Linked DNA regions of Mus musculus: all the other regions are linked to region 4. Evidence: chromatin contacts called from public Hi-C, promoter capture Hi-C and targeted proximity ligation data. All regions are on one chromosome and are shown on one strand. The core of a region is the stretch at or near the end of the contact, and the rest is flanking DNA. Distances in the headings are between cores, read along the strand shown.

The links. Promoter capture Hi-C pulls out the DNA fragments that hold promoters and counts their contacts. Hi-C and Micro-C count contacts between places; a contact is called where the count stands out from the background.
Region 1: a promoter capture Hi-C map of hippocampal neurons shows a contact between it and region 4, with 5 times the contacts expected there. A contact is called at or near these places in 4 of 39 promoter capture datasets (the HPC-7 cell line, hippocampal neurons, liver and 1 more), 1 of 484 Hi-C or Micro-C datasets (pro-B cells), 1 of 130 datasets of targeted methods (pancreatic cancer cells) and 1 of 9 other capture datasets (embryonic stem cells).
Region 2: a targeted proximity ligation map of oligodendrocyte precursor cells shows a contact between it and region 4, with 6 times the contacts expected there. A contact is called at or near these places in 3 of 39 promoter capture datasets (the C10 cell line, hippocampal neurons and pre-B cells) and 4 of 130 datasets of targeted methods (large pre-B cells, oligodendrocyte precursor cells, pro-B cells and 1 more).
Region 3: a contact with region 4 is called in a targeted proximity ligation map of stem cell-derived neural progenitor cells, with 7 times the contacts expected there. A contact is called at or near these places in 1 of 39 promoter capture datasets (stem cell-derived epiblast-like cells) and 3 of 130 datasets of targeted methods (embryonic forebrain, pancreatic cancer cells and stem cell-derived neural progenitor cells).
Region 5: a targeted proximity ligation map of embryonic forebrain shows a contact between it and region 4, with 4 times the contacts expected there. A contact is called at or near these places in 6 of 39 promoter capture datasets (the HPC-7 cell line, cranial neural crest, embryonic stem cells and 3 more), 1 of 484 Hi-C or Micro-C datasets (embryonic stem cells), 6 of 130 datasets of targeted methods (astrocytes, embryonic forebrain, embryonic limb bud and 3 more) and 1 of 9 other capture datasets (liver).
Region 6: a Hi-C map of B cells shows a contact between it and region 4, with 6 read pairs. A contact is called at or near these places in 4 of 39 promoter capture datasets (cranial neural crest, hippocampal neurons, liver and 1 more), 1 of 484 Hi-C or Micro-C datasets (B cells) and 2 of 130 datasets of targeted methods (differentiating embryonic stem cells and pancreatic cancer cells).
Region 7: a targeted proximity ligation map of pancreatic cancer cells shows a contact between it and region 4. A contact is called at or near these places in 1 of 39 promoter capture datasets (hippocampal neurons) and 1 of 130 datasets of targeted methods (pancreatic cancer cells).

The regions. Positions count from the first base shown.
Region 1 is chr19:10,016,349-10,019,821 of GRCm38.p6, forward strand. Rab3il1 (RAB3A interacting protein (rabin3)-like 1) reads left to right here and starts at 1,846. Exons shown (of 10, transcript NM_144538.3): 1 at 1,846-2,011. The coding sequence starts at 2,001.
Region 2 is chr19:10,203,125-10,206,123 of GRCm38.p6, forward strand. Fen1 (flap structure specific endonuclease 1) reads right to left here and starts at 1,269. Exons shown (of 3, transcript NM_007999.6): 1 at 971-1,269; 2 at 564-895. Tmem258 (transmembrane protein 258) reads left to right here and starts at 1,078. Exons shown (of 4, transcript NM_026919.1): 1 at 1,078-1,140. The coding sequence starts at 1,138.
Region 3 is chr19:7,415,668-7,418,975 of GRCm38.p6, forward strand. It overlaps 2700081O15Rik (RIKEN cDNA 2700081O15 gene), which reads left to right and starts at 1,958. Exons shown (of 5, transcript NM_175381.6): 1 at 1,958-2,250. The coding sequence starts at 2,112.
Region 4 is chr19:8,835,714-8,838,761 of GRCm38.p6, forward strand. It overlaps Bscl2 (Berardinelli-Seip congenital lipodystrophy 2 (seipin)), which reads left to right and starts at 1,754. Exons shown (of 12, transcript NM_001136064.3): 1 at 1,754-2,151. Gng3 (guanine nucleotide binding protein (G protein), gamma 3) reads right to left here. Exons shown (of 3, transcript NM_010316.3): 2 at 2,841-2,940; 3 at 1,216-2,558. The coding sequence starts at 2,939. The coding sequence ends at 2,430.
Region 5 is chr19:7,481,371-7,484,719 of GRCm38.p6, forward strand. It overlaps Rtn3 (reticulon 3), which reads right to left and starts at 1,921. Exons shown (of 9, transcript NM_001003934.2): 1 at 1,569-1,921. The coding sequence starts at 1,713.
Region 6 is chr19:7,381,762-7,384,903 of GRCm38.p6, forward strand. Spindoc (spindlin interactor and repressor of chromatin binding) reads right to left here and starts at 1,265. Exons shown (of 6, transcript NM_001033139.3): 1 at 911-1,265. The coding sequence starts at 1,040. It overlaps 1700105P06Rik (RIKEN cDNA 1700105P06 gene), which reads left to right and starts at 1,242. Exons shown (of 1, transcript NR_045703.1): 1 at 1,242-1,800.
Region 7 is chr19:7,555,837-7,559,016 of GRCm38.p6, forward strand. Plaat3 (phospholipase A and acyltransferase 3) reads left to right here and starts at 1,623. Exons shown (of 5, transcript NM_139269.2): 1 at 1,623-1,728; 2 at 2,096-2,159. The coding sequence starts at 2,145.

The DNA.
Region 1 (3,473 bases), core at 596-3,095, 1.2 Mb after region 4:
CCAGACCCTAAGCTGGGCTGGATTGGGTGGAGGAACATAGCCCAAGGGTTGGTCCTTGCTCAGGAGAAGCCTGGTAAATATCACCCTATAGTGAGGGAAGGACGTAGAAGACCTGGGCTGAGAGATTCTGTCAGATGAAAAGGATGCTATGGAGAGCTGTCTAGGTTCTCCATGGAGAAGATGCCAACCATGGGCAAAGACGTGGATTCCACTCACCAAGTCTTTGTTCCTATAAGCTGAGATAGGAGCATCTTGTCTTTCTTTAGAATACTTTATTACGTGTGTATGTTCATTTGTGGATTTCTACACACTCATGCAGGTGCCCACAGAGGCCAAAAGAGGGAAGAAGAGGGCATAGGATTCCCCTGTAGCTGGAGTCAGAGTTTTGAATTGCCTGATATGGGTGCTGGGAACCACACGTGGGTCCTCTGTAAGTGCAATGCATACCCTTTCTGGCTGAGCCATCTCCAGCCTAACTCTTTTTCTGTGTTGTGTTGTGTTGTGTTGTTTGGGGGGGGGGGTTCTTTTGTTGTTGCAGGGTTTTATTTTGGTTTGTTTTTTTGGCTTTTTGAGACAGAGTTTTTCTGTGTAACAGTCCTAGCTGTCCTGGAACTCACATTGTAGAGCAGGCTGGCCTTGAACTCAGAGATCTTGCCTGTCTTTGCCTCCAGAATGCTGGGATTAAAGGTGTGTGCCACCACACCCTGGCTTTTCTGTTTTGAAAAGAGCCACTATTAGTTGGTGAAGATGGGTCCTAGGCAAGTCAAGGTTCTGGCAGTAGAGGTCCTTTAAAGCAGGTCTCCCATTCTCCTACCATTTACCATACTGGAATTCCATAAGCCAAGCGTGTGGTCGTAGTCACTGAGGGAGCTGAGGAGAAAGTATTAGTTCAGCCCAGAAGCTGGAGACCAATCTAGGTGGTACATGACCAACACCCTCAGAGAAGAGGGGGCTAAGGGAAAGGAGAGAGGGAGGCTGGGGTTCCAGCCTGGAGAATTTCTTCGTTTCACGTGGTCCTTAGCAGTTCAGAAGGGGCGGCTGTTGTGTAGATGGATGAGTGAAATGTGTTCTTACAAGCCCAGGGAGCACTGTAGACGCTGCCTGTGGGAGCTGGTCTAGCAGTACTCAAGGAGAGGTTGACTATGGGCTCTACTTATTGGATCCTGATCTGAGGCTGAACTTCATTCAGGTCAGTGGTTAGAGCCAGGATAAAAGGAGGGCATAGGAACTGAGGGACAGGTGACTAAGCTTTTTACAAATCTTTTTTTAAGTACCTGGGACAGACAGGTGCTAGCGAAGTTGGCAGAGACGTCTCCTGTGCTTAGGATGGCTTGAAAGGCAGGGACGAACAGAGTATTCAGAGATGCAAGAGGAGGGACCTGGAAGTAGAGCTGGTAAGATTGGGCCAAGGTAGCGCTCTCTTAGCTTAAACTGCTCAACGAATGATAACTTGTTCAGGGTCTGCCCCGCCCCCTTCCCAGAAGCCCAGTGTCAATCAGGGATTGATGCCATCTAAGAGCTCCAGAGACCGGTAACAGGGCTAGAAGTCTGAATGAGGGTACAGGAGCTGTTTGTCCACTTTGAGTGACAATCTGAGCGAGAAACAGAGCTGAGACCACCCCCGAGAGCCATTGTAGGTTCTCAAACAAGGGTGGACCAAAAGTGCAAGGCAGAAAGTGATAGGGAAAGGCGGAGGCCAGCTCTGGATGCAAGATGATGGAACCAGTCCCGTTCACTCTGGCGGGTCATTGTCCCCAGGCAGCAAGAGGGACAGGGCTGGGCCGGCAAAGGGGCGGGACCGGGCACGTGGCCTGGGGCCCGCCTCTCAGACACGTGACCCGCCCAGGGCAGGGGAAGGGCTCCGGTGGGGCGGAGCCGCAAACCCAGGGCGGCCAGCGGGACAGACTGGCGGTGGAGCGATTGACAGGCGGCAGGGCAGCTCTGGGGCCCCCGGCAGAGTTGGCGGCGCGCGAGGACGCGGCTACGGCGGAGACGCTGGGATGTGGAGCGGGTAGGTCCCTGCACGCCGGTGGCTCTGCGCTCCGTCTGGGCCGTGCTGGCCTCCTGGGATGGGTGAACAGGGGCTCACTGCTGTTGTTTGCACCCCACTTGGGAGATAATCTGTACTCTCAGCCCTGCCTGCAGCAGCGAGGTGCATTGTAGCATGAGGACACACTGCAGCCCGAGAGCTGAAAGGACCTTGGCAGGACCGATCTGAGTTGCCCCAGGGTGAGAAGGGTGACCCCCTCCAACTCCTAGCTCCAGTGGAGTGCATGAGAGAAGTGGTAGTGGGGGTGGTGCATAGTAGTATGCATACCTCAAAAGTAAATCTGGGGCACGTATTTAAAGGAGAGCACACCCATGAACTCTGGAGAAGCAGTGCAGTTGAGAAAGCTAGCTGTGTCTCTCCAAGGTCCATCCCTAGCTAGTTGACTAGAACCTTCTGATTCAAGATGTGAGGTGGGTGGTACCTTCCCACAGTCTGGAGGGAGATAGGCACAGACCCTGAGTCCTGGGTGAACCCCTTTCCCACCCCTCATCCTCACTTCCATCTGTTAGGGCCATCGGTTCTTGAAGCTGACTCCTGTTCTTGGCCAGTCTAATAGGAGGAGACCTTGCTCCCTGTTCACATAGGTTGATGTTCTTTCTTGTCTAAATAGACAAACGCCTCCTCCTTCCAGGACTGCAAAGACTAGGTCTTGCGGTTGTTCCTGCTAAGGACTGTTTCAGGATAGGCAGAGGATAGGCGGAAGGAGGAGAGCCCTGGGGAGGGGAACAGGTGAGATCTATTTACTCTCACGGACCCCAGCTGATTGGAGTCGAAATGCTAGGGGAACCATGCAGCTTCGACACGGCCAGGGCACTAGAACTGAGCTCCTGTGGGGTGTGGGCTGGCTTGATCTTTTAGAGGGAGCAGAAGTCAGCCTGTGTTTCTTGGAGAGTTGCTCCAGGGAAGGAGGCTAGCTAGGCTTGGGAAGTGTTTTGGGTGGGTTCCTGGTGCCTGCCTCTGGTGGAGGCAATTGTGCTTGGAGGAATGCATGTGCCTGGGGCTGTGTGTTTGAGGAGCAGCCTGGTCTGAAGGAAGCTGTGAGCCTTTCTGCTGGGTGGACCGAGACAATTGCTGTATGGCCCTCAGGGTAACAACACCCCCTTCTCTGGGTTGGAGCCAGCTTGAGCACTTTGGGGGAGGAGGAGGGTCAGAGGAGATGTCAGGTGTCCTGTCTCTCTCTGTATTCCCAGGTCTCTCACTGAACCTGGAACTTGTTGAGCCAAGCTGGTGGCGAGTATATGCCAGTGATTCTCACGGTGCTGTGTCCCCTCGCAGTGCTGAGCTTGCTGGTGCATATGATGACCACACTGGGATCTGAACTTGGGTCCTCAGGCTTACACAGAGAGCCTTCTTACCCACTGAGCCGTCTTCCCAGCCCTTGGACATAGGGATCCGAGTCTGAGTGTCTAGAATGTTCTGGGGA
Region 2 (2,999 bases), core at 19-2,518, 1.4 Mb after region 4:
TAAGAATGAATAACCATTTCTGCCTTGCAGAACCGGTCAACCAAAAACCCAGATGGAATACACACATCACCAGATGCCGTGCCATGTTCCCTAGTCAACCATATGGTTCACACCTCACTTACTACGTTGCTAGAATGAATACAGGCTATTACCACCCATCATGTCACACAGAGGGAAACCTGTTCTGTCCTGATAGTCTCAGTCCCGCCTCCACAGGACCTTCCAGATAGCAAAGCCTTAAATGAAATGGCTGCAGGCAGGATAAAAACACACCTAGTTCCCCTGCTCCCCACTCCCCAGAGGCCTACTGATTAATCACCGTATTAACTGGGCCCCACTGTTCTACGGAGTCTTCCAGACTTCCCTTCACCAGAAATGTCCTTGGGGCTTTTCCAACACCTGCCTCAGTCAGAAATACAAGAAAGCACTGTCTCTGGATGTCAGCAGAACATGAACCCATTTCCTTATTAAAGGCACAGAACTTCCCCGCTCCATACTCCTCACAAGGGCCCTAGGATGAACACGCTCTGGTCTCTGAGTCCTCACTGGAAGGAGGGTACTACCTTCTTCCTACCGGCGAAGAGGAATGTTCGGAGCAGAGCGAATGGCCCAAGCCCGGGCTGCCCGGTGCTGTTCCCGCGGCTCTGCCGCTTTCAGAGACGCTTCCGCGAGACCTCACCCCGTCTCGAGTGCACGAGCCTTAAGCAGCTAGCAGTGGTTTGGAGTCCACAGCGTTCTCTGGACAGTCCCGAGCCCGTTCTTTCAGTATCGTTCCCAGCTTCGCCGCCTTCCAAAGCCCGCGCTCTCGTCACGTGATCTGCCAGGCGCGAACAGCCTCCTGGGAAATGTAGTGTATGCCCCACCAGGTCCGATAGCAGCTTTCATAGTGGGCGTTCTTTCTGGGGAAAAAATGAATTAAAACCTAAACTTCACACCACCCTTTCCCACAGTCCGACTCCATGCTACTCACAGCAGGTCCGCATAGTCCTAGTTCCCGTTACTCCTGAGAACATGGGACTACAAGTCCCACAATGCCACGCGCAAGGGACCACATCCTTTTCCTGTTGCTCAGTGCGCTTGCTCCTGCCGACGTGTTCTTCCGGTGGCGGATCGGTGGTTTATCCTGTGCGGGGCAAAATGGTGAGATGATGGGAGTTAACGGACAGTGCTGTGGCCAGGACCTAGGGCTCTTGTGTGCCCGGTCCTCACCGCGTTCTTCCGCGGAGGCCTCAGTATGGAGTGCCCGGTGGGTGGGACGCCGCTGAAACTCTAGTTTGAGTTAGGGACGGGAAAGCAAGCCCCTTACCGTGTATTCCTCAGGCTGAGGTTTCCATCACAATGTGCTTATGATGTTGTTGACTATAATTCTGAAGGTCACAGGGTGCACTTTGAAAACCTTCGCGTTTTTATTTTTCTTTCTTATGATCAGTTATCTCTATCTGGAAGGATTCCCTTGCTGAAATCTTACTTATCCCGCAAGGCCCTTGTATAAATACCATTTCCTGGTAAAACACTTGTAACTCTCATAGGTACTTGTCTTGTCTTCTGGGAGCTCTCAGTCTGTACACACCTCTTGCCACGTTTCCTGGACTTCTTTTTTTTAATCTGCCACGCCTCCTAGTGACCACCATCTGACGTGCATCTAGTTCTGGGATGATGTCTATTCGTCTTTGTATTCCTGTTGCCCAACACTGGGCCTGCATTTGGAGGTTCCATAAATGGCAGCGATTGTCCTTGGCTCTTTTAGGGGGGAAGGGGGACATAATTGTTTACTGAATTGAATTCCTGTGTCTCCTAGAACAATGGGCTCAGTCTACTTCTCTGGAGTTGTTATGTTCTGGACTTTAGAAACATTGGCAAGAAAGTGACAATGGAAGTTAACATTTGTACAGAACTTTACGTTTATAGCCCTTTCACAGGGATTATCTCATCGTCTTCTCTGCAACTTTAGGAAGGAAACAAATACCTATTGAGCAGTTACTCTGTGCCGGGCAGTAAACTAGATGTGTCAACATTCATCTTTCTCCAATCATGCATCAGCCCTGTGACACAAACAGTGTTATAACTACTTAACTCAGACTGAGGATTCAGTAGGGCCAGAATTATCCCAATTGTCTTCTGCCAGGAGATCCCCGTGGCTCCCCCCTAAGGCAATGAAAAGCAGTACTCCTACATTAGAATTTGAGCTGTCTGTACTAGTGTAGGCTCCGGCTTCCTGTACAAATTAACGGCTTAGAGTCTGGACACAGATCCAAAAGCAGTGGGAATTGTGGGCAAGCGTTTTTCTTTAGGTGTCTTCCCCCAGACAGATCCATGACTTACATAGTGATCATTAGCTAGAAACCCCTAAGAGCCATTATCCTCTGACTCTTAGCTGCTCTTATCTCACTGAAAGTGGCTGCTGCCATTCTTTGTTGTTATTGTTGTTTGTTTTATTTCCCAGTGTTGGGGATCACACTTAAGACTTCATGCATGCTAGGCAAATGTTCTACCACAAAGCCTGCCACGTCCCTACTTTTAAGATGTGATGTAGAGCTAGGAGATGGCTCATGGGCAAAGGGTTTGGTGTGCAAGCCTGATAGCCTGAGTTGGATCCTAGAACCCACATTACTTTTTAAAATCCAGGTGTGGCCAGGCGATGGTGGTGCATGACTTTAATCCCAGCATTCAGAAGGCAGAGGCCGTCAGATCTCTGTGAGTTTGGGGCTAACCTGGTCTATAGAGTGAGTTCTAGGACAGTCAAAGCTACCCAGAGAAACCCCGTCTCAAAACCAAACAAACAAAAGCCAGATGTGGTAACCCCAGAACTCACACACCGCAAGATGGAAAATGGACACAAGAGAAATGTCCAGAAGCCTTAGGGCTGCTTACCCTGGAATGCGTGTTACAGTGACCAAAGCCCAAGAGAGACCTTGCCTCAAGCATGGCAGAAGGCGTCTCTCAGAAAGTTGTCCTCTAACGTCTAAGAAAGGAGATGAGGAGTGACCTGCAAAATGGCA
Region 3 (3,308 bases), core at 708-3,207, 1.4 Mb before region 4:
TTCTTATACCTGGAAACTAAACTAGATAAAGCACGAGGCCTTAGGAAGACAGACTTCTTTCACTTAGGTCACTAGTTGCTTTGGACTATTTTATTCCCTTAGAATAGGTTCTTGGATAGAATCTAGTGCTAACACTAATCATCCTGCCTCAGTTTCCAGAGTGCTGGAGTCAGAGCTTCCTGCCACCACATCCAGCCCTTCCTTCCTTCCTTTTTTTTCCCCCTTGCCTATAAAGACCTACCTGCCTGCCAGTGCAGGGGTGAGAGGCGCGCTCCATGACCCCTAGCATCTTTTTAGGTTTTACATGGTAAGATGTAAAGGCCATTTCCTTGTCCTTTTCTTTGTGTTCCTGGGCCTAGCAACCTTCCACTTCGTGGTGCATCCGGCATTCATCCGTCCCATGAGCATGTGGCTCTGCTCAGTCCAAGAGGTGAACTGAAGGGCAGCCAACCGTGGGAGAGCAGTGCTATGGAAAGGGACTTATATTTCCCCAAGGTGAAATCTCTCCCAAGTCATTCCGGAGACTACGTGTGAGTGTGTGTATGTGTGTGTGTGTGATTTCCACCAGTGACTCTTGTCCTCTTGGCATATACACTTCGGAGAATGGTTTCCTGTGGGTCGGGTAATTTAATAGTTTCCTTACTCCCAAGGGGCTGAAACTGTTTCCTTTTTATAAACTGAGGATGTCTAAGTTACCCGCATTAGTAGCAATCTTGTTCACTGCTGCATGTCCAGAGTGTCAGCTCTTGTAGCACATAGTAGGTGTTAAGTGTGAGAATGACTCCATGAATGGTGCCTTCTTTGACTGTGGTGTGCCTCCCCGACAGGGAGGGAATAAAACCCACTTCTAGACCCTCATGGTCTCTGGCATCCTGTAATTTGGATCTCCAGGCCTCTGCTTTGTTGTGGACGACTAACCAAAGGCTAAGGGAGGACCTGTTTCTCCAGCTGGCCCTGGCAGGACCCCAGGTTGCCTCGACCCTACAACCTTTCGAGGTTCCTTCTCCAGGCTTACCGGGAGCCTGAGACCTGAAGGTGTCCCTCGGCCGAAGCCAGAATTCGCCCCAGGGTTTTCCAGCCTAGGGATGCGAATCTCCAGCTGCCCATCACCAGGATCCCAGTCCCTTCTTTGCACCTTCGTCCTGTGCAGGAGCCCGGGGCTGAGCGGAGTGCCTCACCCGGTACCTATAGGCCTGCGGGGGCAGGAGCCTGAATCACCGCCGCAGTCTCCCTCTCTTTCCGGCTTCCAGCCCAGGGCCACCTCTGTTTCGGAACGCCGGCTGGCCAGGCGCAGCGTGCTAGCTCTCTTACACTCCTCTGCGCGCCCCTCTTCCCGGCTTGCGCTTTCGCGGCCGCCGCCCTCACTCTGGCCGGCTCCAGGGAAACCTCGCCCCGCCGCCCCTCCCCGGTAGAAGCCAGAGCTGCCAGCGCTAGCCCCAGGCTCCCGCGGGAGGGGGCGCGGCAGCCCCCACGGCTCCACCCTCTCCGCGGGGCCGCGGCCATCTGGGGCCCCTGCCAGGCGCGTCTGCTTGGGGCCCGCGCCCAGCTCCTGCGGGAGGACGAGGCACCCCGGAGAGGGGAACGGTGCCGCCGCACCGGGCGGTCCCCTGCTAGCGGGCTGCGGAGAGCCGCGCTCGGAGATGCCCCGAGGGGGCGGTGGCTGAAGCGCGTCGCAGCGGACTGGACACGGGCGCCCCTGGTCACCTCGGCGACTCTTTACCAGCCGGAGCTGCAGCTGCGGACGCGGCAGGGCGGACCCACGAGGGCGCTGAGGACCGTGCTCCCCGCGTCCGTAACAAGCGCCCGTTGCGGACTTGCCACCTCCCGCTTTCCCCGCACCAGCCCCCCGCGAGCTGGCAGGAGGAAATTGCGCGCGGCCCCTTTAAATTTACCCAGGAGCCCTTAAAGGAGCCCCAGGGGCCCCAGACAGGAATCCCCACCCCGGTCCAGCCCGCGCTGCCGAGCGAGCAGTCAGCCGTCCGTGCGGCCGGCCGCCCGTGAATGCGCCCCGCGCCCGGGGGCCCCGCGCACCGAGCGCCCCGCGTGCGCCGCCGCTGGCTCCGCGGCCCCGCGCCCCGCCGCCCCGGGGCCCCCGCTCCGCAGCGCAGCGCATGGAGCCCGGCGGGGACCACCGGAGCCGGAGCGGCGGCGGCAGGGGCGGCCCCGGGCCCGCAGTGACCTCGGCACGGGGCCGACGGCTGCCGCCCACCGCAGCGAGCGGCGGCACGGAGCCCGAGGAGGACGACGGCGGTAAGATCTGGGGCCGACGACCGGGGGTGGGGGGCCCCGGCGTGGGGGAGGGGAGGGCTGCGGCTCCGGGCCCCTCTCGGCCGCCGAACAAAGCGGGGGACGAGCGCAGGGCGGCTCGGGGCGCCACCTGGTGGGCGCAGAGAGCAGCTACAAGGCCCGCGGGGCGCTCCCTGCCCGTGGCGGGGTCTGCCCGCCGGGCTGGGGCGGATCCCTGCTCCTTAAAGGGCCCCGCGTTGCTCGTTTTTTGGGGGGGGGGGCAGCGACGTGGGAGTCGAGGTGCTGGAACTTGCGGCTCCCGCCCTTTCTCTTTCACACTCCCAGGTGGTCTGTCTTTTAAAGGCTTCCCAGTCCCTCTGTCCCTTTCTGAGGCTTTCCCCAGAGTAGCATAGCTCGGGATTCCGCTGTTCTCGGTTATGCCATCCCTTTCTGCGTGGCCTTGCTGGAGACGTGAACTCTTCCCTTCACGGTTACGCTACGAGAAACAAAGCGCAGCCTGCGTCCTGGGGGCCCCCGTCTGTCATACCCCACGTCGGGAAGGTCTTAGTGAGGGATGGGTTCGCACACGAAGGTGGATGCCCCACCCGTGCGTTGTCGCGTTTCAGAATCGATTTTGGCCCCAGTTTGTCAGCTGTACCAAGACCTGCCGGCCCTAGTTGGCCCTTAAAACCAACTGCTTTTTTTTGTCTCCCTTCTGTAAGGTTCATTGCCTTTAGATCAGCGGAGGTTCCATCCGTACTAGGGAGAGTGCTCTCTACTCTTTGAGCTCCTCTCCCTATAAGCCCCCGCCCCCCACCCCCCCTTTTTATTTTTTTGAAAAAAATCTCAGCTCCTCCTTTTTCTTTCTTTCTTTCTTTTATTTTTTTCTTCTTTCTGCTCTTAAAGGGCCAGTCTGCCTTAGATTTAACAGTGGTCCTGCACTGGAAAGATGCTTAGTAGGATGCTAGCTATTCAGTCAGTGCATTTGCAGACAAAGGCGTATAGGCCCAGAGAGCGGATGTGACTGACCTACCAAAGGTCACTGGGCAAGGCACCAGTGAAGCCAGATCTTGAATCTAATG
Region 4 (3,048 bases), core at 504-3,003:
GAGCACTTGGAGTTGGGAGGCAGGAGGATCAGGAGTTCAGACCCTGTCTCAATCCACTGATGGTCTATTCCTAAGATTTATACCCATGAATGTTTTGTCTGCATATATCTGTGTGTACCATGCTTGTGTCTGGTGCATGCAGAGTAGGAAGAGGGCATTGGATCCTCTTGAAGTGGAGTTAAGGTCAGTTTGTAAGCCACCATGTGACTCCTTTGAGAACCCTCTTCTAGCCCTACTCTGAAACAGCTTACACCTTGTCTGTACGAGTTGCTAGGCCTGGTTCTCCTCAACCAGATAGTCACTCCTAATTTGAATAGGTATCAAATTGCATGAGAAAACTAAGATGGGTATTTTAGAGGATAAGGTAGGGCAAGGATTAACCTAATAACACATTTTAAGCACTTTTGGCTTTTTACCACATCTGAGCTGATAGAGATTAGTCTTTTTAGTCTCTTGCTACTCCCTGTGTACAGTTTAAGCATATACACATAGAAAAAAACATTCATTAGGTATTAGGCACCTATTGCATTCTAGACATTGTAAGCAGGCAGGGATTATAACAAGGATCCTTCCTGGGGTTTTCACAAGAAAGAAGGAGCAAAGGTTATAAAATACTGAAGTCTGCGTGTGTGCGCATGCACGCGCTCTAGAGAGAGAGTGTGCAGGGTACTCTTGTGGAGTCAGAAAAACTCTTGAGTTCTCCCCCACCACCTTGATGGTTGAAACTCACTGGGCCTGCAGTCAAACACCTGTACCTGTTCAGCCATTTGGTTATGACACCCAGGGAATAGTTAGACCTTCCTACCCAGAACGATTTGTCACCTAAAACTAGAACAGCCGGGCATGGTGGCGCACGCCTTTAATCCCAGCATTCAGGGAGGCAGAGGCAGGCGGATCTCTGAGTTTGAGGCCAGCCTGGTCTACAAAGTGAGTTCCAGGACAGCCAGGGCTATACAGAGAAACCCTGTCTCGAAAAACCAAAAAGAATAAAAACAAAAACAAAACAACTAGGACATTTAAATGTAGCCCAGGATCCAAAACATATATGTACGTTCACTCAGACCAAAAAGCTTCTAGGCGGTGGCCTGGATCCCCTAACCCTTTGCCGGGATCTCACTCTAGGAGGCATTCTTGAGACATGGTTTCCAGTCAGACGACATTCTGAACCCTTGTGATGTTTTCAGTTACCTTGAGGAGAAAATAAAAAAGCCCCAATTCAACAAGAAAACAAATTTATTACTTATTTAGATCCCACAGAGACCAAGGAACAGGGTGCTCCAAGATGGCCTGTTTAACACATTTGTGTTATTACATACACCTCAAAGGGAACCTCTACTCAGGCGAGATTCTTATGCAAAACTCACTCTGGGCTTCTTGGGTCCCAGTCCTAGTGACTGGTTGTTTTAAGTCAGGATTTCATTGTGTATTGTGTGTCGTCGTGGCTGGCTTGGAACTCAGAGATCCATCTGCCTCTGTGTGTGTCCAACACCTCCGGAGTGTTGGTCACCACACTGAACTTAAGAACCCATGACTGCTTTAGGTGTCTCCCCATCCCCACTCCCCGTGATTGGTCTCCAAAGCATGTCTAGTTCCAGATTCTATGGGACAGAGAACCTGACTCTGACTTTGAGAGGGCAGGGGCAGCCATTTTAAGACCAGAGGATCGCATAAGGGATCGTTCCCTATTGGGAACGCTGGGGACCGCCATTTTAAGAGCACCCTCGGCGCGTGCCTCCATGCGGGTACGAACAGGCAGCCGCCATCTTGGGCATTGGCTGCCGCGCCGAGTCGCCCTGTCCCGCCCCACGGCCTCTCGGGCCACCTCCCCCCGGGGCTGCTGTCCCTGGGCCTGCGGAAACCCACCCTGCTCGCCCTTGTGTGGTTCTCGCCGCTTACGTTGCGCGCTCGTGTGAATGCTCCGCGGCTTCTGAGCGCTCGTTTTAACAACCCCCCACTGGGGGCGCTCGGGCACCTTATACTTTGCGATCTCCAATCCTTACAATGTCTAACGGGCTCGACTGGCCCTGTTCCCTGGATATGGCAAGTGTATCGATTAAGGATCCTCTTTCCCAAGAACGCTAACACAGACGTTGTCCTCTGAGGCTCTGAATGACTTTATTCTTCAAATGCCTTTACCTTTCATAGCTCCAGGTGAGCACCCGGGCATCCCCCTCTCCATTGCCTGAACGGATGGATCACCGAGGGAAACAGGCAGGATTTTGGCAGTTTAGCGGGGTCCCTTTATAGATAGAGTAGAAGGTGCTTGGAGTTAGCCTGAAAGGGTGAGGAGATGGGGTAGACATGGGTAAGGAGGGCCTTGTGCTTCAAATAATCTCCGGGTAAATGCGGGTAGAAGTGATCTACTACAATTTCCAATCTAAGGGCGGGTCTGGGAGGGGGCGATGAGTTCAGAGGAGGTCCACCGCTCTTCAGAGGAGCGCACAGAAGAACTTCTTCTCCCGGAAGGGGTTCTCGGAAGTGGGCACAGGAGTGATGAGGGGGTCCTCACAAGCGTGGGCATCACAGTATGTCATCAGGTCTGCTGCTGCCTTGGACACCTGGAACCCAGCCAGGAAGGGATACATTAACCAGAATTCCTGAAAGGGACTGCAGTTCTCTTCTCCAATAGACTATCTTTTTGTTTCTAGTGCCCTTTGAGACAGCCCTCTCCCCCAACGCCAGTCCTCGGGAACAACTTTGCTGACAAAGCCCAGTTTCTGCCACTGACCTCAGGGTGTCAAGAAAAGAAGCATCTTTTCTTGGGGGGAGGGGGGAGGGGAGGGTATTGCAAACCCACAGCTGAGCCCTGAAGGGCTGATGGGAGCCAGGGTCGCACCCACCTTTATCCGGCACAAGCTGGCCTCAATCTTAAGCTGTTCCACCATCTTGCGTGCTTGACCAATACTCATAGTGCTGTTAACGGGGGTCTCCCCTTTCATCCTGGAGTAAAGACAGTCAGCTGAAACACTCAGCTCTTCACAACCACACACCTGGGATTGTGCCCCCATTCTCCAGTGGCCATCCCAGGTTTTTTTTTCTTTCTTTTTT
Region 5 (3,349 bases), core at 671-3,170, 1.4 Mb before region 4:
CTTAACATTTGATCTTCAGCACAAAAGGCCAACTTCTGAAACCTAGACTTTTATCAGAAATTTGGAAATTAGGACTAGGCCAACCAAACAGTAAGCAGTGATTAAAGGCAAGTCACTAAGTTATAGAAAAGCCACCGTTTATCTGGAAAATAGCCCAAAATGCAAAAATTTGAAAGAGAAATGCTGGTGGTTTAAACAGAACCAGGGTTCAAAATATGCTGCCTCATTCCCTTTATCTCCAGAAAACTTCCTCCCATACCATTTATCCAAATGGCCATTCCCATGGAGAATTCTGCAGGGCACCAAAGCTCTCAGACAGGTGGAAGGCCAGTATTAGGAAACATGAGAGAATATATTTAATGCTAAGATCAGGAATATTGTGTCATAATTCAAGACTGCGCTGGAGTCAACAAAGCATTTTCTAAACCTCTTAAAATCCTTCCTTTGACAAACCGAATTTTTCGCCAAAGACTCAGTTCTCTTAAGAACCACCACCTGCCAGTGGTGCATATTTTTCCTCAAGAAGGCATCTGCACTGCAGATCTCTCTGATCTGAGTCGAGCTTGCCAGTCAGCTCCCACCAGCAGGCAGACTTGTATACAAAAGAAACTAAAGGAGGCCGCCAGCGTCCCTCCTAGTCTTTTCACACACAAGAGAGAAGGGGGTTCAAGCAGCCCAGGCTTTGTCTGAATTCTTTCCCCTGCAGCAATCGTTCCCTTTTGTTATGCTGCTATTGAGAATAGGCCATCGAAAACAAGAAATCAAAACATGGTGATGGCTTGGCAAGACTGTATTTATTATCTTCTAGAATATAGCAACTGACTGCGTGTCCCCACCCCCACGATGCACCACCGGTGAAGAGCCGGCTGTGTTGCAGATGCAGCCAAGGATCCATCTTGGACTATCAGCAGCTCCCTCCCAAATCTTCCCATGCTATTCTCATCACGCCTCATCTACCTCAGAGTCTCAGAAAAAAAAAAAAAAAAAAAAAAAAATCTGGCATTCAGTTTAGCCAAAAACAGTAACAGAACTTCCTGATCCTTCTGGCGAACAAAAAAAAAAAAAAATTTTTTTTTGGAAGGCTATATCATCCATTTAAGATTGTGTCAACCGGTCTGCAAACCTGCAACGCCACCTTTTCCACCACTACCCCTCTCAAAATCCTAGCGACTTCATTTCTCCTACGTCCCACCTGTCACAATCCCCTGAGGCTCGCTAATCCTGCTCTAAGTCACCCCCACCCCCCGACCCACCCTAGGGCTCTCGGGCCTCCAGCACTCGATCCATTGGGTGCACATAGCCTTTCTCCGTTTTCACCCCACTGCGGTGCCCTCCCTTGCAGGGGGTCAGCGTCAACGCCCACTCTAGTTCACCACCCCGCCCCCAACCTGTTTTCTTCACACCCCGTTATTTCCTCACCTCGGTCCTTCGCTCCCCTCCCCCTTAGCCTGTTCCTCAAATGCCCGCCAAGAGACTAAAGCCGCCCACGGCCCAGACAGGTCGCTCGCCCCTTCCCGGAGACCCAGTAGCTCGCGCTCCCCAGGGACCAAGCCCCACGCGCGCCTCACCCGCACACGAGGAGCCGCAGCTCTTCGCCCCCAGGGCGGGGCAGGCTCCAGGGCTCCCGCCGCCGCCGCCGAGAGCTGACGGCTCGGCCCCGGAGGACGACGAGGAGACTGACGGGGACTGAGTGGCCGCTGACGACTCCGCCATGGCTGTACGAGCAAGGGCGGGAGAAGGGTGAAGAGAGACGTAGGGCGGGAGAGTGGGAGGGGACACAGAATAATCCAGCAGCTGGCTCTCCGAAGTTCCCGGCGACGCCTGTTCGGAAGACTGACTCCGACAGACTGACTGACTCAGCCGAGCTCCGCAGGGAGAGAAGGAGTGCGAGCGCGCATGCGCACAAAGAGCCTGGACGCGCGGGCGGCGGCCTCGGAGGCGCGCAGCGACGCAATGCGCAGGCGCAAGAACTGTCCCTCTGCGCTCCCGCAGGAAAGGACGCAGTGACTGGGCCCGCGGGTGGGGCAGGCCTCTCGGGGGTGAGGGGTAGGGGGTGGGGGAATGGGGGAAAGCCTGACGTAAGGGGCGTGGCTAAACTCTAGAACCGGCCCGCCACTGCAGCCCCTGCTACAGATTAACCGTGCCCAGTCTCCCCACCTTCCACTTGTTTATGTGAATGTTTTCTAGCTGGCAGATTATGTTTCTTTATGCCTTCATAAGCTACAAATTTTTTATTATAAATCCTAATTGATGTCTTTGCCTGATACGTACCAGCCTGTGACTCCAAAGAGTACAATATTTAAAGACCCCCCCTCTGTAATGTTCTTTTTGAATTATCTGGTCGTGTCGTAATATCGCCCCACCGAGGCAGGCATGGTACAGTCCCATGTTTGATAGGTGGAGAAAGATGCTAAACAGAATGAGAAACTATTACTCATTCCAATCACATTGCAATGCAGGCACAGAATCGGCTTCATATTTTTATCTTGTTTTTCTTCCCAAAGAGGCTTCAGGTTGTCTTTTCTCTGAGCTATGTTCTGAGCTACAAAAAACATACTTTGGAAAATAAAAAAGAAGCTGCCGAGGAAAGGAAAACCAGGAGAAAACGTCTTGGTTGGGACTGGGGGAATGGAGTGGACATGAAATGAGGTATTAAAAATGAGGCACAGATACTCATAATACTGAATTTTATTCATGTCCTAAGATGAGTCCCCCAAAAAATGACATTTGAAACTGGACATCAATTTATGTCAAATTTTGTTCTTTTTAAATTTTAAGTACATAATGATGATAAAGCTGTGGGATTTGATGTTGCTAAGTAGCAATCTATGACCCAAAGTGCAATTGCAGATTCAGCAAATTCTGTAAAGATGCTAACTCACAGAGGGAGCGCTAGGCAAGCAGGCTGCTGCAGATGGGGAACAAGCTGTGGACCGCATCTGTCCTAGACAGTTTTTTAAGGTCAAATAAAGCTCAGATAGCATCTTGGTTGTTGCAGTGTTCTGAAAACGATCCAGGATATTTCCCAAAATGACTCTGGAAAATATCTTACTCTGTCACTCAACGGCAGGCATCAATTGATAGTGCAGCAAACTGTCCCCCGATGCTGTTGAGTGCCAGAGAACGATGGCAAAGGGAACTGTATGCCAGTAATCAGGAATCCAATTACTTATTTTGGTGAATGCTTAAGTATTTTTTTCTTAAAGTCTATGTTAAAGTCAGGCATGCTGGATAGTTCTATGTTACCTTGAAATCTGAAAAGAGGGAACCTTGATTAAGAAAATGACTCCAGCCAGGCAGTGGTGGCACACACCTTTAATCCCAGCACTTGGGAGGTAGAGGCAGGTGG
Region 6 (3,142 bases), core at 15-2,514, 1.5 Mb before region 4:
CCAATTTCCTAACCTTCCCTCCCATCTCCAAAAATGAGTTAAAGAAACACAATGACCAATTTGGTTCTCAATCTATTCTGGGTACTGTCATGCTTAAGGGAAACAGGTATTCCACCCTAAGGAAATATTTGCATTTTTCATGACTAATTATCTTCCACAAAGGTAGCTCTTTGTTTTCTCCTTTGGACCAGAGAGGCTGGGGAAGGAGGACGGGAAGGGAGAGCAATGTATTCCCAGATTGTCCCTCAAACACCTCCTTTGGTGACTAATCTCCATGTAGATGACATGGCTTGTTACCCACCCCCAAGCAAGTCCCGCTTTTCTCAAACGGGGTGCTACTAGCAATTCCATTCAAATGCCGGGTTTTAGACTTGACACCTGTGGCTCCTGAAACAGAAGGCCTAGAGGATTGAGGACGGGTGGAGGCTTCTACTTACTGGGTTATTTCCCCTCTCTGGAGGTCGCCAGCCGCGCCAGCCTTCACCTCCGTTATCACTACGGGGGACTAGCCTGGGGCCTAGAGGCCTGGTCGCCCCTCGGCCTAAGAAACAGACCGGAACCGGGAGACAACAGCCGGGCACAAACCACTGTACTGGGAATCCGGCCTCTACTCTGGGCCCGAGGGGGCGCAGGGAACCGGAAGACCTGAACCGCTCCTTCGGTGTGGATGGAAGTCTCTAGACCCTGAGCGGGGGAGGGGCGGCGGAGGAAGGGGGGCTCCGAGAGGCCTGGGATTCCAAACCCGGTGGGGGAGGAGCGAGGGCGCCGTAGCCGCGGACCGGACAGGGAAGGGCCCTCTGGGGCTGCAGATGCCGGCCCAGGGAAGCGCCTGGGGACCGGGAACCGGGGACCGGGACCTGGAGATCTAGTCCCGGACCACCAAGCGGAAGTGAGGTGTCCCCCCCCTCACCTCGGAGCATCGGCTCGGGCCGCGGGATCACGGCCACCACCACGGCCTCGTCGTCATCATCCCCTTCCTCACACTTGAGCGTCACCTCGAAGCAATCCAGAGCCGCGGCGCCCTTGGCTTTCAGGGCCATGGCGAGGCGAAGAAGGGCGACCGGATAGCCGAGGACGTTCGCACAGACCTCGGCGCACCGCCTGTGGCGGCCGCCTCCTGCCCCGGACCACCCCGGGCCCGCGGCTCGCCTAGCTCACCCGCCGCTCGCCCGGCCGCCCCGCCAGCCACGGGCTTCAACGCGTCACGACCCCGGGCGGGGAGGGTTCGATCCGGGGCCCCCAACCCCGCCGCTCCCTTTTATGGAGGCTCATTGTCAGCGTCCGTCCGGCAGTCCCGCCTCCAGACCAGGCTGGCCAATCACGTGAGGACACGCCCCCTAGCCCCGCCCCAGCCACAGGTCTGGGCCAGAACCCTGTGCAGCGCGTTTGTCTCTGGCCGGTTTGCTCGGCGGCGAAGCCTGGAGTTTTCCTGGGAGCGGCGCCGGCAGCCTTGGAGACCCGGTAGGGCATCCCCACCAATGGCTGGAGGAAAGGGCTGCTCGGCATCTTACTTCTTGGCTTTCCCCTGACTAGCTGCCTGCCTGGGAGGCAACACAGACGAGAAAAGACCGGTGGGGATGTGTGAAGGATACATAGGCTCAGAAGTGTGGAGACATCTCTTCTAATTTCTTTGGGCCTCGTTCCTTTCTACTAGCACATACGCTTTAGGGAAAGAAAAATCACTTTGGATCCTCCTAAACAAAGATTCTAGAAGATGAAGAGGACAAGAGTGGCGTGTGGGCGTGTGTAAACCGCTTCCGATGGATATAATTTACGTTAAAAACAAAACAAAACAAAAAACGTGAGTCCAGAGAGTGTGGCCTTTTCCCAGGACACAGCAAATCCCCTGAGAGCCTCCAAGACCGGGATCCGGTTGCTATGGCGCTGCTGCCTGGCATTCGTGCCTGAGTGAAGACTGTCACAATGGGCACTTACACTTCTGCATAACATCCCCTCCCCACACACATACACACACCAGACACGCTAGATTTCAGCTGAGAAACGGCAAAAATGTCTGGCACTCAAAATTCTGATTTTAAGTGCTACCAACAGTAATTATCAGCCCAGAAACAGTAATTGTGGATGATGTAGGAGGCTAGGGGACAGAAGAGAAACAGTTCACTTACCGTATATTGTGTGTGTGTGTGTGTGTGTGTGTGTGTGTGTGTGTGTGTGTGTTTGTGTGTGCGCGCGCGCCCTGGGCATACCCACCCCCCCCCCATCCACTGCATAACCAGCTTTTATTTTGTTGAGATAAGGACTCACTTTCATGTCAGTCTGACCTGGAATCTGTGTAACCCTGCTTGCCCCAAACCTTTTCCTCCTCCCTCCATTCCCCTGGCACAAGGATTAAAGGTCTGAGCTGACACCACATACAGCAGCCACAATAGAAAGAACTGAGGAAATTTCTATTACTTTGAAATGTACCCAGTACTAAAAAGATACTCCAAATCAAGCAATTTCCTAGGCCTGGATAGTTCTTACCTAAAGGCTGTTCTTTGCTTTTTGCCCAATGCCTCTGGGTAGGTAGTCTGTTCTGTTTTTGCAGTGGGCTGGCTACAGGACTCAAGCTTCCGGGAGATTGTGACTAAGGCCTGAAAGGCAAGAAAAAGAAAAGCCTGTTATTTCCCTCCCTCTGTCCCTCCTGAGTTCTAACTCCTCCTGAGCAGGTGAGGCTGTGTCTCCAGTGTCTTTGTGAGTCCTTGGTTTGTGTCACTTCCCTGTTGGGCTTCCAGCCCTTCTGTCACCCTGTCACTTGGGTCACCCTGTGGTTCCTATTTCTTGTTTGATTCCAAAGCGATGGGTAGCCCTAGTATTGCACCAGATTCTTATTTAATTATATATATTTGTTTTCTTATGGGTTGTGCACCAGAGTACTTGTCTGAAGGCTAGAGCAACAGCTTCGGGGAGCTGGTTCTCGTCTTTGTGTGGGCTCTGGGGATTGTACACTGGTTTGTCACTAGCCCTCTACCATATACTTAATAGACTAGTTCTTTGGCCATCACGAGTGTAAGTGACAATTTTGGAATTTTAGTTTCTTTGGGAAAATAAAACACAAAAATATAAGAATACTCCAGGCAGTGGTGGCCCACGCCTTTGATCCCAGCACTAGGGAGGCAGAGGCAGGCAGATTTCTGAGTTC
Region 7 (3,180 bases), core at 373-2,872, 1.3 Mb before region 4:
AAATCGGAAAAGGCGAGTTATTGCTATCCTTTTGGAGTGGTGCTGGGAGTAGAGTCCAGGGCCTCTGGGTGATGGTTTCTTTCTGTTTTAGTGAGAGAAGCCATCATTTGGGAATTTCGATTCCTGATTTATTTGTTTGTTTTGCTTTTGAGACAGGATCTTACTGTGTAGCCCCAGCTGGCCTTGAAGTCACAGAGATCTTCCTACCTCTAACTCCTGAGTGCTGGGTTTAAAGGCATGTGCCACCATGCAGAGCCTCATCTTCTGCTTTTAAGAAAGAGAAAAGAACACTGTACAGAAATGAACAGTAGCCATGTTTGTCCAGAATGCTTCTTTTTCTTTTTTCATTTGTGCAATGGTAATATACTGTTTTAAACATCTAACCTTTTATGTTCATGGATTTGATTTCAAACACGAATAAAGTAATCTCTGAATATTGAAAAGGAAATCAAAAGAAATTACATATTTCATGTTCCTCAATCAAAATGCCAGGGAGTGTATTTTTTTAACTCCTTCAATTACAAAAATGTTTTGAGATTTATTTTATGAGTGTAACAGAGCTTCAGACTTAGTGGGCCCCAAGACTTTAGCACAACTGACTCCATGATGGAAGTATCATTCAGGCAGACAGCACCACCTGCCAAAGCTAAAACAGAGGCCAGGTGTACTAATCTTATTTTTGGCTTCTGTGAGCCTGCTTTTGGCTAACTGTTCTTGTTAACTGAAGAATGCCAACCCAGAACATGGTTTTTGTGTTTAAAAGCTCACTCTGAGAAAAGCTAAGTGCTACACTGAACACCCACTGTAGTTGACAGCCAGGCTAATAAAGACTTTCTATTGGCTGAAACCCCTGTGCAAGCTGTCTTCTCTATGTGTGTTTTGTCAGTATGTGTGCACATGTACCAGGTCTGTACCTCATGAGTAACAATGTCAAAAGAAGGTATTGGATCCCCTGGAACTGAGTTAATCATGGTTGTGAGCCACCATGTGGATCCTGGGAACCATCCGGGGCCCTTTGCAAGAGCAGCAAGTGCTCTCAACCCCTGAGCCAGCTCCTCAACCCCACATTACTGTTGTTGTCATTATTTTTATTTTTATTATTATATTTTGGATTTTTGAGGCAAGGTCTCTTTGCATAGCTCTGGCACCCTTGGAACTCACTATGTGGAGCTAGCCTCACAGAGATGGGCCTGCCTCTGCCTCCTGAGTGCAGGAAACAAAGGCATAAACAACTACATCTGGCTATTATTATCATCATCATCATCATTATTTATTATTATTATTTTGGAGAGAAGATCTCAAACAGTAGCTCAGGCTAACTTTAAACTTATGGCAATCCTCCTGCTTCAGCTTGTCAAATGCTAGGATTTCAGGCATGTATTACTCTTAAAAAATAGCCTTTTGGTATGATTCATGTACAAAGATTAAATGTAATTCGACATAACATGTTCTTCCATGAGGAGTGTGTATAGGCTGTCAAGGGCTGGGGAATCTGGGGCAGAGGAGCAGAGAGGCGGGAACGCAGCGGGAGGGAGGCATCTAAGTGACTACTGAGTAGTGGCATGCCCTTGGCGACGCTCTCATTAGCCAGTTACAGGAGGAGGGGCGGGGTGATCTGGCTCAGCCTGGACTCTGCGGCCATTAAACCAGTCCCCATTGCGCTGGCCTCCACTTGCCTACTTGGGGCGCGAGGAGGTTGGAGAGTTTTTTTCTGGGACCCAAGCAAAGGTGAGAAGCCCGGGTGCCTCTGCGGGTCCCCGAGGGCTGTCTGGGAGGCGGAGAGTGTTTCGGCTGCGTAAACAAGCCAGGCGAGAGCTGCCACCTGTCTGCCATCCGCCGTACGCGGAGAAAAGGAGCCAGGGGCGCACGAATGCCTGCCTGGCCAGGAACCCTGCTGGTGACCAAGGATCCCGTGAGCCGCTTCTGCCCTACAGAGAGGGATTTGTCTATTCAAGGGCAAGCTCAGGTCAGAGCGGAGGAGAGCGAGAAAGTTGGAGAAGTTTGGTGGAAGTTTCTGGAGGGCTCTGCTAAAAGCTACCCTGCTCCTGGAGACTTGCTAGAGACTTAATGAGCTTTGCTCCCCTCTGTGTCTTAGGCATCCACGCTGCTGCTAAGCTGAAATTGAAGCTCACACATCCTGGAAAATGCTAGCACCCATAGTAAGTACAGCGTGAGAAGCCAAGGGTGGGCCAGGGATGGGTGTAGTGTTTTAATGGTGACTCTTGTTTTCTCCGGGTCTGACTCGCTGTTTTGAAGAGAGGAGCTTTGTAGTGAGGAAGCTACATTTGAACCCTTGGGGGATCAGGTATGAGCTGTGGGTCAGCTGCCACCTGTTGAGCCTCAGCAGTTGGCTGCCACCCTGCTTGAAACATGCTCAATAGAAAGCAGTAGAGGGGGGGAAGTTGGGGGCTGGGTCTTCTTACCAAACCCGGACCCTGGGCAGGTTCCTGGGTCGAATGTCTGAAGTTGATTCTGCTTATTTTTGTCTTGTCAGCTGACCCATGGCCATCCCTGCTGCCAGCAAACACTCAGCTCTGGCTTTTCCTTCATTTCTTCCCTCCATCCCCCCTTCTCTTTTCTTTCTGATTTTTGTTTTGCTTTTGTTTTTGAGACAAGGCTTCAGGTAGCCCAGACTGGCCTCAAACTTCCTATTTAGCGAGGACAGTTTCTTCCTTCTGGTTTCTCTGCCCCCACCTCTTGAGTGCTGGAATTATAGGTGTGAGGCCCCATACCCAGTTTTGTGAAGCCCTCCTGCATGGTAGGCAAGCACTCTACCGACTGAGCCACATCCCAGCCCCCGGCATCTTTGTTAACCCATGATGTCTTGAGATTGGAACAGGGCAAATGTCTTCTTCATTTTAACAAGACTGTTGATTTGGTTCAGGTTTTTGCAGACAACCCTCTTGGGATTGTGCTCCAGCTGAGTACTGGTGTGGGATTATAATCAAGTTCAAGTTTATTCGGTTCCCAAGTGAAAACAACACTTAAAACCTAACAGTTCTCATAGCAGCAGAGTCACTCCAGGCTGCACTTTCTGTTTCTGGTACTGTGAGGCCAGGCTGTTTTGCTTTCTGTTTGAACCCGGGAAAACCCAAGAGCACAGAAGTTAGCACTATATTTTATATTTTCCATATAAAGCTTGAACTCTGCTGAGCCGTGAGGAGCTGACTCATAAAAATA